Linked DNA regions of Pan troglodytes: region 1 is linked to region 2. The links are chromatin contacts, called in public Hi-C maps. All regions are on one chromosome and are shown on one strand. The core of a region is the stretch at or near the end of the contact, and the rest is flanking DNA. Distances in the headings are between cores, read along the strand shown. Region 1 has its middle 16 kb from the start of ID4. Region 2 overlaps LOC134810172 (a long non-coding RNA gene).

Evidence for each region. Hi-C and Micro-C count contacts between places; a contact is called where the count stands out from the background.
Region 1: a contact with region 2 is called in a Hi-C map of stem cell-derived neural progenitor cells, with 2.5 times the contacts expected there. The contact joins two enhancer-like sites. A contact is called at or near these places in 1 of 7 Hi-C or Micro-C datasets (stem cell-derived neural progenitor cells) and 1 of 1 datasets of contacts at active chromatin or transcription factors (stem cell-derived excitatory neurons).

The regions. Positions count from the first base shown.
Region 1 is chr5:25,800,416-25,807,440 of NHGRI_mPanTro3-v2.0_pri, forward strand. No RefSeq gene overlaps it. Among named protein-coding and RNA genes, the nearest start is that of ID4, 16 kb to the left of the region's middle. Within about 2 kb of position 1,561, at least 4 of the 24 cell types and tissues checked have an H3K27ac peak or open chromatin away from gene starts, as enhancers often do. A contact at or near this core is called in stem cell-derived neural progenitor cells, where this site is marked.
Region 2 is chr5:25,644,003-25,651,225 of NHGRI_mPanTro3-v2.0_pri, forward strand. LOC134810172 (a long non-coding RNA gene) reads right to left here. Exons shown (of 16, transcript XR_010157579.1): 9 at 1,545-1,592. Among named protein-coding and RNA genes, the nearest start is that of ID4, 140 kb to the right of the region's middle. Within about 2 kb of position 3,004, at least 14 of the 24 cell types and tissues checked have an H3K27ac peak or open chromatin away from gene starts, as enhancers often do. A contact at or near this core is called in stem cell-derived neural progenitor cells, where this site is marked.

The DNA of each region.
Region 1 (7,025 bases), core at 311-2,810, 150 kb after region 2:
CAGGGCTTCCAACTCACAGTCAAGGAGACTTTATTGAGTTCAGTACATAGTAGAATCATTTATATTATCAGAGCATTTCTTTTTTTCAGTATTTATCTTAGGAGTTGTTTCTTTTAAAAATTCCTATTTGTTCTGATGCATATATTTCCTTTTTTTTACAGATCATTTTTCTCTTATAAAAATTCTGTAAACACAGCCATTCTTTCTGTATTTGTAATTTGAGGACCGACTGGAGTTATTCCTGAGAGGGCTATGTTCCTGAGAGAACAAAATTATTGTTTTTGAAACTCTAGAGAGAACTGCTCTGGCAAAAGAAATGTATCTTTTCATCTACAGTCATTCTGAGGTGAAAGATCTCATGATCACTCTGGACTATACAACCCACAAGCAGACTTCAAGGATACCTACAGGAACCCCAGAAGTCCTGATTGATCACACAGGCCCTAAAGACCCTATCAACTTGTTTATCAACTTGCAATTCTAATTTCCTGACAGTAAAACACCAGTAAAAAATAATCTCCTCCCTCAATATTTTAGAGAATGCAAAGAAATACACAGTCACTGTAGACCTGTGAGCTTTTGCCAAGTTTGGTTTTCATTATTATACATATGAAGAGAATCATCTTCGCCAAAATCTATAAAGGGGCTGATTAACTCAGCTCTGTAGTAATTGTTTCATATTAAATCAGTCCAAAAGTTTAGGGCATGTTTCTCAGGAACTCTTTATCTAGCATCAGGTATGTATCTAAACAGTATAGTATCTGTTAATTTTGAAGTTATATAAAAAAAGAAAATGTGCATTTTCACACGTCTTAGTAGAAGCTCTTTACAGTTTATATAATCCAATGTTGATAGAGTAAAATTTTTTTATTCTTTCCAGTAATCAAAAAGTAGTCAAAATAAACAAAAGTTTCGACTTTTAGAGGTATCATTTTTTAGATTAGATTGCTTATATGGTTTGATGCTTTCTTAGAAGGTTGAATGATTCTAAAATGCTTTTAAGAAAAACATCAAGAATAAAAAGAATTACTTAAAACCAGGTCAAATAAAAGATTATCAGAGATCTCATAAGGCTTGCAATATCATTTCAAGATTTATTTTAAAAATAAGATTGCATTTTGTTCACTATTCTTCCCCTGCCAAAAGACACAGAACTTCCTTGTGAAACTGTGTTTAGGATCCATACCATAATATCATCTTTTCCAGGAAACTGAATCATAAAGAGGTCTATAGGGTGATCCTAGGAATGAAATCCCAAAATTCCGCAGGATGGGGCTAAGGTTTGTATTTTCAACCTGAGAACTTCAGGCTGCTTCTCCTTCAGCAACCTCCTCCTCTTCTCCACTGCAGCTCCCCCCAGCCTCCCTGAAGTCCCAGGGAGCTGGGGCCTGTCCTTCCTAACACAAACTTTCTTTCTTCTGGAAGTGCTGGAAAATCTCAGAGAGACTCACTGTCTCCCACATCCTGTAAATTTACCCAGGAGAGAAGCACTGTGCACACTTTGTGAGGAGGGTCGCGCTCATTGGAGAGACTCCGTGAAAGCAACGAGGAGACTGTACAAGCACACACGCAGCCTCTTCACCTCACACTCCACAGCTATTTCTCATGCACTCTGGCCTTAACTTTGCTGACCTTGCCACCGCAAGGTTTTATATCACTAAATAACAGAGCACGAGGCTGCCATGGTGGACAATCTGCCTGCACTTGCCCCTCCACATCACCAAAGCTCCTTAGATCCCATTCATCAAATATTTGCTTTTACACTTAAACACACGATTTATGAAACACAATTTCTGGTTCACCTAACCCTTGCATGACGTGAGTTTTGAAAAACCAGTAAATTTTCCTGCTGACATTCCTCAAGTTACACGCTTTCCTGGTCCTACAGGCAGTGCAAGTTATCTGCTGCCCTCTTTTGAATTTTAGGGCACACTGCACTCCTAAATAGGGCCTATTGCCTGAAGACAGCCTCTTTTCCCTGTCTAGGGGCTGCTTCAACCTTCTGGCTAATCCAGAGCCTACTGGAACAGCACTTTAACTCCCCTTTTGAGTGCTACTTTCTCTGCTGGTGTTCTTCCAAAGCAAAAGCAAAACCAATTTTATGAAGCAGCAAAAGAAGTATAAAGCATGCTATTACTTGTTCTTTTCTTTTTTCCCAGCTTATTGAGGTACAATTGACAAATAAAAATTCCATATATTTAAGGTATACAACTTGATGTTTTCACATATGTATACATTGTAAAATGATCATCGCAATCAAGCTAATTAACTTATCCAACACCTGATATCATTACCATTTGTGTGTGTATGTGTGTGCTGAGAACACTTACGCTCTACCCTCTTATCAAATTTCAAGTATACAGCACAATATCATTAACTATTGTCACCATGTTGTACACTGGATTTCCAGAACTTACTCATCTTGCATAACTGAAAATTTGTCCCCGTTGACCAACATCTCCTTACTCCCCCAGCCTCTCCCCATAACTACCCTTCTAAACCTGCTTTGATGAGTTTTACCTTTTTACATTCCATATATAAGTGAGGTTATACAGTTTTCTGTTTCTGGTTTATTTCATTTAACATCCTCCAGGTTCATCCATGTTGTCACAAATAGGAGGATTTCCTTCTTTTTTAAGGTCGAATAATATTCCAGTATGTATATATACACTACATTTTCTTTACCTATTCATCCATTGACAGATGCTTAGGTTGTTTCCATATCTTCGCTATTGTAACTTCATTTCTTATCCGCCTGCCCCCTCTGGGCTGATCTATTAATTCCCCTAAAGTGTCTGCATGTAGTTCTGTTGATAAAGATACTGAAATGAAGAGGTATGCCAGAATACGATTTGCAAGCCTGTCCAGCTGAAGATAGCCATCCTTCCCAGACAGTAGAGGTTGAGGTTCTCACAGCAGTGACAGGTCACAGGGACATAGGCTGCCCTTCTAGGAAGTTAAACCTGCTGGGCTAGGCACGGCTCATTAACCCAGGTTTTGTGCAGACCTCCCCAATAACTGCTCTCTGCTGCAATGGGATCATTCTCCAGTAACCATTGGTACCATGGCCTCTCCCTCAACCCCTCCCTCATAACATCTCCCTGTGCTACCCTGACGTCCCTGGATAATCAACGCTCCTGTTTCCTAGTGCCTACCAAACAAGAGAAAGAACAGGTGAACATGCCCCCTAAAAATAAAAACAAAGAAACTATTGCCATCTTTTCCTCAAAATCATGCGGGGTTTTTTGGAGGACAAGAAGATAGCAACAATATAGTGCTGAGAAAAATCATAGTATTGTGTCTGGAATTGGTGGGTTCTTGGTCTCACTGACTTAAAGAATGAAGCCGCGGACCCTCACGGTGTTACAGCTGTTAAAGTGGCGCGTCTGGAGTTCGTTCCTTCTGATATTCGGATGTGTTCAGTTTCTTCCTTTTGGTGGGTTCGTGTTCTCGTTGGCTCAGGAGTGAAGCTGCAGACCTTCGCGGTGTTACAGCTCTTAAGGCGGCGCATCTGGAGTTGTTCGTTCCTCCCAGTAGGCTTATGGTCTCGCTGGCTTCAGGAGTGAAGCTGCAGACCTTCACGGTGAGTGTTACAGCTCATAAAAGCAGTGTGGACCCGAAGAGTGAGCAGTAGCAAGATTTATTGCAAAGAGCAAAAGAACAAAGTTTACACAGCGTGGAAGAGGACCCCAGCGGGTTTCCACTGCTGACTAGGGCAGCCTGCTTTTATTCTCTTATCTGGCCCCACCCACATCCTGCTGATTGGTAGAGCCGAGTGGTATGTTTTGAGGGCGCTGACTGGTGAGTGTACAATCCCTGAGCCAGACACAAAGGTTCTCCACGTCCCCACCAGATTAGCTAGATACAGTGTCCACACAAAGGTTCTCCAAGGCCCCACCAGAGTAGTACAGAGTAGATACAGAGTGTGGATTGGTGCATTCACAAACCCTGAGCTACACACAGGTTGCTGATTGGTGTGTTTACAAACCTTGAGCTAGATACAGAGTGCTGATTGTTGTATTTACAATCCCTGAGCTAGACGTAAAGGTTCTCCAAGGCCCCACCAGAGTAGCTAGATACAGTGTTGATTGGTGCATTCACAAACCCTGAGCTAGACACAGGGTGCTGCTTGGTGTGTTTACAAACCTTGAGCTAGACACAGAGTGCTGATTGTTGTATTTACAATCCCTGAGCTAGACGTAAAGGTTCTCCAAGGCCCCACCGGAGTAGCTAGATACAGTGTTGATTGGTGCATTCACAAACCCTGAGCTAGACACAGGGTGCTGATTGGTGTGTTTACAAACCTTGAGCTAGACACAGAGTGCTGATTGCTGTATTTACAATCCCTGAGCTAGACGTAAAGGTTCTCCACGGCCCCACCAGACTCAGGAGCCCAGCTGGTTTCACCCAGTGGATCCCGCACTGGGGCTGCAGGTGGAGCTGCCTGCCAGTCCCTCGCCGTGCACCTGCACTCCTCAGCCCTTGGGTGGTGGATGGGACTGGGTGCCGTGGAGCAGGGGGCAGCGCTCATCGGGAAGGCTCGGGCCGCACAGGAGCCCACGGAGCGGGTGGGAGGCTCAGGCATGGCGGGCTGCAGGTCCCGAGCCCTGCCCCGCGGGAAGGCAGCTAAGACCCGGCGAGAAGTCGAGCGCAGCACCGGTGGGCTGGCACTGCTGGGGGACCCAGTACACCCTCCTCAGCCGCTGGCCCGGGTGCTAAGCCCCTCATTGCCCGGGGCCGGCAGGGCCGGCCGGTTGCTCCGAGTGCGGGGCCCGCCAAGCCCACGCCCACCCGGAACTCCAGCTGGCCTGCAAGCCCCGCGCGCAGCCCCGGTTCCCGCTCGCGCCTCTCCCTCCACACCTCCTTGCCAGCTGAGGGAGCCGGCTCCGGCCTTGACCAGTCCAGAAAGGGGCTCCCACAGTGCAGCGGTGGGCTTAAGGGCTCCTCAAGTGCCGCCAAAGTGGGAGCCCAGGCAGAGGAGGTCCCGAGAGTGAGCGAGGGCTGTGAGGACTGCCAGCATGCTGTCACCTCTCAGTATGACTGAGTCTAAGAATGTCTTATCAGAAAGTTGATTTCTATTTTTCTATGGCAATCTCTTTGTCTATCTGTCTCTCACAGGCATCTTTGAGCTCCCCCGACTCCCTATAGATTTTTCAGCTTGATCATAAAACATCATTCCCCTTTGACCTGTCTCTTTGCCATAGTAGTCTCATATTGCAAATGGCCATTACCTGGTCATCGAGAGGGAGGAGTGATCTCACTGCAGCTCCAAATAGGGAAAAAAAAATGAATGGCACTGTCCTTCTCCCAGCAAAACAAATGCTGAAATTGTCGGATGGTCCAATCAGGCCACTAGAAGATTAAAATGCACCAAAAAAATACAGACGCCTTCCCAAACCAGTGGGCAAATGTCCCTCTGTACACAATGGCCAGCTTCCTGGGTGACAACCTGTGCAATTGAACAATGCCCTGAGCATTGAAGGGCCCACACTTAGTTTAATGTTCTGCTATCACTGTCCTGAAATTCTTCCTAATTTTATTTAACGAGGGGCCTGCCTTTTCGTTTTGCATAAGCCTCAGATTATGTAGCTGGTCCTGCACAGCATTGAGGAATAGCTCAGTCCTGAGGCATCCGATTTCCAACTGCAATGGTGGGTTTTTCACTGTTTATTTATTTTGGGGATGGGATGGCATGTGGTTTGCCTGGTACCTGTTTCGGTTCTCTTAGCTAGAACGCCTGCTTGTTGGGGCAATGCTGCGTGGCTGACTGGCAGTTACAGTCCCAGGGACGACAGGCTTGGTCAGTTATAGAAAGTGAAAGTTTCCATGGAGAACCGTGTGATGCGCCTGGAAGGAATCATCATGGCAGGTAGAAAGGTGCTGAGAAATTCTGCACGGAGGAGATAGTTCAGTAAAAAGAGAGGTTCATAAGCAACTCCCAGGAGTAATCTTGTTGTGTCTAGAAGGAAGAGACAAGAAAAGCCATTTCTTCCAGATTCTTCCTTTTCAGTTGAAGCCACAAGACCCCTGGTGCACACTCAGCTGATGTTCTTTATGTTTCCTACTGTTTACTCTGAATTCTTCCTGAGGTTTTGCAGAGAAGCACTACATCAACACAATTTCTTTTATTACGATGCCATGTCATATCATATATCTCCTGTTCACATTAGGTTGACATGGTGCTGCGTTTGTGGATGAGCATATATGGATACATATTATCACAATCACTACAGAATAGCATTTATTGAGTGACCACTACACTATTAGATGCTGCAAACCGACATGTGAGAGCACAAATAACAATTTAATAACAGAAAAAAATGACACTCCTTCTATTTAATCCAACTTGCAGAAAAACAAAACAAAATAACTACTCCATATTTCCTCTCCATGCCTGCTGTACGGTGGCGAGAAAGACCTCTAAAATGCATAAAGCTCTTATCTTCGTTTATTCCCCAAAGAATAATAGATCAGTCAGAGCTCTGATGCTGTTTTAATAATGTACAATTTACAATTCATTGGTTACCAAGCACTCACAGTATAATTAATTTTGCAGACCTGTTCAGCAAATCCACATGGTTTTGTACAATATAGGGAGGAGGAGTGGTGGCAGTGGTGCCAGGAGGAGGGGGGCAGGAGTGGGGAAGGACGAAGGAGAAAACTGTCTTCTCTCCTTTTTCTTAGTGAAGTAGCCGAGTCCTGCACCAGCTGGGCAGATTGGCAGATAACTGCCATGGCTGAATGAGAGACTCAGTCTGAGATACAAACATCTCCCCACCGAAAAGTTTACACCAGCGAAAACTGTGGTCCTGAGGGTACCCTGTTCAGTCTCATGGGGAGATCACACTAAGGAAACCTGCTGACCAAACCACAGAGCTACATTAAGCATCTCTCTTCCAGAAAGGAAGTGATCCCCTCACAGACTGGAGTTGACCCACGAACTGCAATGCTCTTTAGGAGTCTGGCAGCTCTAGGGATCAGCTAGTTTTCTCAAAGGTGGCATTATTTCTTTCTTTCCACACCTC
Region 2 (7,223 bases), core at 1,754-4,253:
CTTGTTGCCCAGGCTGGAGTGCAATGGCGCGATCTAGGCTCACCACAACCTCCGCTTCCCAGGTTCAAGCGACTCTCCTGCCTCAGCCTCCTGAGTAGCCTGGATTACAGGCATGCACCACAATGCCTGGCTAATTGTTTGTATTTTTAGTATAGACGGGGTTTCTCCATGTTGGTCAGGCTGGTCTTGAACTCCTGACCTCAGGTGATCCGCCTGCCTGGGCCTCCCAAAGTGCTGGGATTACAGGCATGAGCTACTGGGCCGGCCGTAAAGTAGGCTTTATACAGAAGATACATTTCATCCATTTAGCTTAGTAGCATGTAAACAGACAGTAACTTAATGCCAAGCTACTTCATGAAGCATCATCATCAAAATTATTGTTTTCATGTATCTATTTCTGTGTGGCTCTATACTAGGCATTATGAAAAGTCGGAATGAAAATATCTAGCCCTTTCAGGATATACAATTTAACACAAAATGGGAAAAATCAGCATACTCATATAGACACTAAGCAGAAGCAGAAGATTAGTATGTTTTATTATATTAAATGGTTAGATGAATGAAAAGGAGTTGTAAGATTTCACTTCAGGATGGTTAGGGTCTCACATGAAAATATCAACCTCTCAGGCTGGGTGCGGTGGCTCACGCCTGTAATCCCAGTACTTTGGAAGGCCGAGGCGGGCAGATCCTGAGGTCGGGAGATCAAGACCATCCTGGCTAACACAGTGAAACCCTGTCTCTACTAAAAAAAATACAAAAAATTAGCTGGGCGTGGTGGCGGGCACCTGTAGTCCCAGCTACTCGGGAGGCTGAGGCAGCAGAATAGCATGAACCCGGAAGGTGGAGCTTGCAGTGAGCTGAGATCGCGCCACTGCACTCCAGCCTGGGTGACAGAGCAAGACTCCGTCTCAAAAAAGCAAAAAAAGAAAGAAAAAGAAAATATCAACCTCTCTGTCCTGAAGGCTTATTTGAGGAGTTGGGTTTGAAGAGTTGCCTTAATCATTAATCAGAGGAGCTTGTCAAGGGTTTCAGAGAAAAGGAACACTCCAGAAGAGACCAAAGCATAGAGTAACTGATAACAGGGGCATGATTACTAAGAGAGCCAAGGGGAATCTTCAGTGCAGTGGAGCTCGATGTAGTTCAAGATCAGTTAAATATATTTCATTTATATACCACCCCCCTTTGTGAATCCATTCATTCGGCCAGGTAGACCTAGTGTTTTCTAATGCTTATCTATTACTCCAGAAGACTCTATTTGCTTTGAGTTCCTAAATACGTCAAGTCAGCAATCTCTAAAAACCTATATTAGAAAAATATTTACATTTAAGAATAGTCCCTCAATTTCACTTAATTTCTAGTGTGGATAGTTCAATCAACACTGATTGAGCCATCTACACTAGGAAAATTTTGGCATCTTGTGTTCTCTCGAAATTATATAGTTCTTTGATTCTTTTAGGCTAGAAGTTCTTCAAGTGATTCTGCTGCACATTGAAGTTGAAAACGACTGCTTTATACCTGTCAGGCAATGGAGCATGCACACTTACCCAGGCTCTCTTTGTTAGAACAGGCATTTCGGCTCAACTGTACAAATACTGCAAGAAAAAAAAAACGGTTTTATAGCTGAATATTAACATTGAAAATGGCATATTTCTGTTGGTCATAAATACTCTCTCAAATGGGAAAACATTGTTAAATACTGTGCACTTATAAACTTTCAGAGTAGTCAGCATTGTAAATAGTGGTGTTTTATAAACTATTTTCCAATACATTGCCAATGAAGACAATAGACAAGAAGCTCCCAAGGGTCTTCATTCCCCTCCTGGGTCTCCCAGTGATAAGGACGCTAATAGGCTGAGATCTCACAGAATTTCAATAAGAGTGTCAGAGGTATTTGAACCAAAGCAACTCCATCTTGAATAGGGGTTGGGTAAAAAAAGACTGAGATCCCACTGGGCTGTATTCCCAGGTGGTATTACTCACAAGATGAGATGGGAGGTCGGCACAAGATACAGGTCATAAAGACCTTGCTGATAAAACAGCATGCGGTAAAAGAAGCTACCAAATCCCACCAAAGCCAAGATGGCTAAGAAAGTGACCTCTGGTTGTCCTCACTGCTCATTATATGCTAATTATAATGCATTAGCATGCTAAAAGACACACCCAACAGCATCATGACAGTTTACAGATGCCATGGCAACATCAGGAAGCTACCCTATATGGTCTAAAAGGGGGAGGAAACCTCAGTTCCGGGAATTGTCCACCCCTTTCCCAGAAGACTTATGAAGAATACACCCCTTGTTTAACATATAACCAAGAAATAACTTAAGTATTATCCGTGGAGCAGCCCAAGCTGCTGCTCTGTCTGTGGAGTTGCCATTCTTTATTCCTTTGCTTTCTTAACAGATTTGCTTTCAATAAACTTGCTTTCTTAATAAACTTGACTGGAATACTTTCTTGTGTGAGATCCAAGAGCCTTCTTTGGGATCTGGATTGGGCCCCTTTCCGATAACAAGAATTCACTTTTCTGTGTATGACAGGTGAGAGGATGGCCCCCCGGGAAGAAAGTTTGGAAAAAGTCTCCTGGACCGGAAGTGGAAGGGAGGAAGGGAGGGAGGGAGAGAGGGAAAGAGGAAGTGGGGAAAAAAGACCTGAGATGTCTTTCTTGACCACAGGCAGGTCCTTCATGGTCCTTTTCCTGGCAGATCTTAGACATCTCATGTGCTTTGCCCAGTTCTCACTGTTGATGCCTAGAAATTAATGGTTTCATAGTGGGATAATGCCATTCCTCTGAAGTCTAGGTCTGATACCCATCAGCAGTATTTAAAACCACACAACCCTTTTTGAAATACCAAAATAGCTAAGCCGAATAAAAAATATAAACTTTGACAGGCAAACTAAGATGCTTTCATGCATTTTATGCTAAAACCCTACCAACTCTCCGTAAAACTCTTTACCTGCGTTCGCCCCATCCCCCGCTTCGCATTGTTCTCAGTAATGAAGACCTCCTTGCCATCACTAACACCAATTAGCTTACACCAAACTTCAGGACGCCAAGGAAAAGGAAAAATCACTCCTCCAGCAGCGGTCATTTAAGAAAAAAAAAATTGATAATAATGTGGAACTCCCTCCAAAATTAGCCTACACCGTGATATAAATTGGTTTTCTTTGTGATCTAAAATTGACTCGCAGTTGACTAGTTAGAAAATAGTTGCTGAAAAGCCGGGGCCTTGGAGCTTTCGGATCCTGCCCGCCTTTCATCATGTAAACAAACGCATCAGATTTAAAGCTTTCCCATAATTGTTATGCTAACCTTGGAGCGCAACCTCTCCATTTGCATTTGAAGGAGCTAAATATTAGGCAGGAAAGAAAGTGCTCTTTTTGAAAGCCTGAGAAAATGTCCCCGCTCGGGGCTGCTCCGCCATCTGGGCCGCGGGCTGGGCGCGCGGCTCCCGCCCCCAGCTCCTTGGCAGAGGCGCCGGAGGAAGGGGCGCCGCGAAGGGCCGTCATCTTGTTGGAAAAGAATGCAGAAATGCCCCCCTAAGGCTGAATGAGCACCACTTCCACACTCAGGGCGGGGGAGGCCGGGGGACGTGGGAGCGGCGCGCCAGGAGCGAGGCGTCCCTGGTGACAGCGCGTCCCGAGGGCTCTCCCTTTTCCCAGAGCGCATACCAAAGGCCGACTCCTTTGCAGGCTCCACGAGCCCCATTCGCGGTGGAAAGGGGCGTTCCAGACTGCAGGGTGAAGGGCTCCGGTGTGTGTGGTGTGTGTGGTGTGTGTGTGTGTGTGTGTGTGTACGCGCGCGCACGCCCTTAAGGAAAAATCCATCTTTTATAAGTGCTGTGGCCCACTTTTAACTGGATCTCGTGGAGTACTCAGATACAGCCGGTATACTGAAGGCTAATAGCATCAGCACACTTTCGCGCATTAATCTTGGAGTAATTAAAAATAAAAACAGTGAGCTATGGGGTTTTGTTAAACAAGGGAGAAAAAAGGTTCCAACCTCCCATCAGCCTATTCTGGGGGAATCCAGAGAGCCCATGCATCCCTCTACCTTTTCATGCAACCTGCACACAAAGCATGTCTATCGGGAGTCACGGGGAAATCATTCCTGGGAGAATATCTAAGGCATCATAAACCAGAACAGAGCTGGAGGGGGATAAGATGCTGCTAGATTGAAAGAATGTAATTATTTTCTTTCACCACTTCTCATTTTAATCTCATTTCTAATATAACTCAAAGGTGCTTTGATTTTAAAATGATTTTTCTGCTGTCAGAATTAGCATTTTTCACTAGTCCTAGGAGACATTCCAGAGGAGAACGGCATTTTTATTTTCCTTTTCTCCCCCCATGATTTCACAAAGGCTTCTCATGCATCGCTGGACTGTATTACAAAGTTAGGGGATTTTTTTCCCTCTCCTCAAAGGAAGATCATTGAGGCTGCAAGTAACCCTGGTAGCTGCTAGGAGATGGAATTCTTCAGGCTAAAACTGCATGTTGCACAAATAACTGGCAAAAAGAGGAATGCAGGGCAGCACTTGAGTCCTCCACAGGAGCAGAAAAGATGCAGGAGTGACCCTGCAGAAAATATTGGGATAAAAAAAGGACAGTTTTTTGTTTTTCTTAGCCATAAACTAAATATCAGTGTTTGACAAGTCTCTAAAATGCACCAGTTGCTATTCATTCTATTTACTTCATAAGTATTTATTAAGGGCTACGTGTTTTGTTTGTTTGGTTCTTAGGAGTCAGAACTTGGCCTCAGGCAGACCTGGGTTCTCACACTTAATTACCTTAGAGGCCCCAAAACAGTTACTTAGCCTTGCTGAATCTCGGTGTTTTCATCTGTAAAATGGGTGTTTTGTGCCCATCTCAGGGGACTATTTTCAGGATTAAAAAGCTCAGTGCCTAGCACATAGTAAGCAACCCATAAATCATCTTCATCATCATTGTGGTCACTGTCTTGTCTCTGAAGACTTTAAAAGGATCTTTTATAACTTAAATGAAGCAAATGAAGAAAGCATCCAAACATATTTATTTGTTGCCAAATTCTTTTCTAGCTGCTGGAGATAAACAGCTCCTTTGTAGAGGGTAGACAATGAGGGTGGAGGAGAGGATAGGATGACAGGGGTCCTCAGCCCTGGTTGCACATTTGAATCACCTGGAAAGATTTTGCAAAACCAAGTCCCACCTGATTGCATGGAATAGCACCTAGGCATTGTTTTTCGTGGTGTTGTTTTCAATTCCCAGGTGATTCTAATGTACAATCAGGGTTAAAAAACACTAACTTAGAAGCTGTCACCATTATCCAAGTGAGAGATGCTGGTAGCTTTTATCAGAGTGATAGAAGTGGAGATGCTCAGAGATGGTCATAGTCAGGACACGTATTAGAGGTAGAAGCAAATCAACCTGCTAATGGATTGAAAGTGATGAGGATGGGTGAGGAGACAAAGAGGAATCAGGAACCTCCTAGTTTGGGACGACAGTACAGATGATGATTCCATTTCCCAGGATGGAGAAAATGAAGGGAATACAGGCTGGGGAATGGAAACCATAGAGCTGAAGACTGGAACAAAAATACTGACCATGTTATGTATGAGATGCTTATTGGACATATATTAATATAACATTAACCTCATTTGTAAGTGGACAAATCCAGCAGGCAGTTGATTTGCAAAGAAGCCAGAACACTAAATGTCATGTGTCTGAGCACTGCCAAAAAAAACTTTCTGTGAAGATGAAAATACTCTAAATCTGCACTGTCCAATACAGCAGCCGCCAGCCACGTGTGCGTATTGAGCATCTCAAATCAGGTTAGGCTGGTGTGGCTGAGGAACTGAATTTTAATTTTATTTTATTTTAATTGGCTTAAATTTAAACAGCCATATGTGGCAGGTGGCTATCCTATTTGACAAATTAGGTATGTATTGATGATTCCCATCTTTATATATTTGGCCTGAACTACTTCTTTCAGAATCTGACTTCTCACCACTTGCCCTAGTAACAGGTCAAAGCCACTATCATCTCCAGTCTAGAGTATTGCAACAGCCTCCTACTGTTAACAATGTCCTCCGCCCACTCTTGTCACTTCTATTATATATTCTCAAAACAGCAGCCAAAATGATCTTCACAACCTGATGTTCATTTATCATGAAAATCATACCAGGTATTTCCTCTACTTAAAGCCATATAATGACTCCCCATCTTGACACAGTAAAACCCAAAGTCCTTCCAATAGTCCACAAAAAAGCCCCCTCTTTGTCTCTCTGACACTGCTTCACACTTTTCTGTTCCTACTGTAGCACTTTTCACCTTCTGTTGTACTGTATAATTAACTCAGTTATTTTATTTATTGTCCGTCTCTGTCTTAGTAGAAAGTAGTCTCCCTTAGGGTGGGGATTTATGACTATTTTGTTTACTATTTTATCCTCTGGTACCAAAAACACAGTACCCTGATACATATTAGGCACTCAGTACACACTTATTGAATGACTGAAGCAGCATATAGATAATAGATACTCAGCCAGGTTAACCAGAGAGAAAGGCTGTAGACAGAAAATAGGAGAGGCTCCAGGATTGAGCCCTGGGCCATCCAACATTCAGAACCTCACTGTCCAATATGGAAGCCCTGGGCCATCCAACATTCTGAACCTCACTGTCCAATATGGCAGCCATATGTGGCTATTTTAGCACTTTTGAAATATGCTCATCCCAACTGAGATGTACGGTTAAGTCACAGGATTTTGAAAACGTAAGTATTTATTTTTAAAAGAAGAATGCAAAGTATCTCAATTATATCGATTACTTATTGAAATTACAGTATTTGTATATATTGAATTACATATAATATTAAAATCAATTTTATTGATTTTTTACATTTTTAACATGTAAATTAAATACTAGGATACTGAATATCACATATGTGGCTCGTGTCATATTTCTATTGGACACACTGGTTTAGAGAATGTGAAGAATAGCCAGCAGGGGATTCTGTCCAGTGAGATAGGAGAAAACAGGAGGCAAGCGTGGTGCATAAAAGATTACAGAAATAATTGTTTCATATAGGAGAGAACAGCTAACCAGATTGAATGAATGAGATACAGATGGAGAACTGACCAAGGGATTTGCCAAAATGAAGATTATTCTTAGTCTTGACAAGAGTGGTTTCAGTGAAGTTGTGTGGATGGGAGCCCTACTGGAGAGGGTTTGAAGTCAGTATGAAAAGTGAA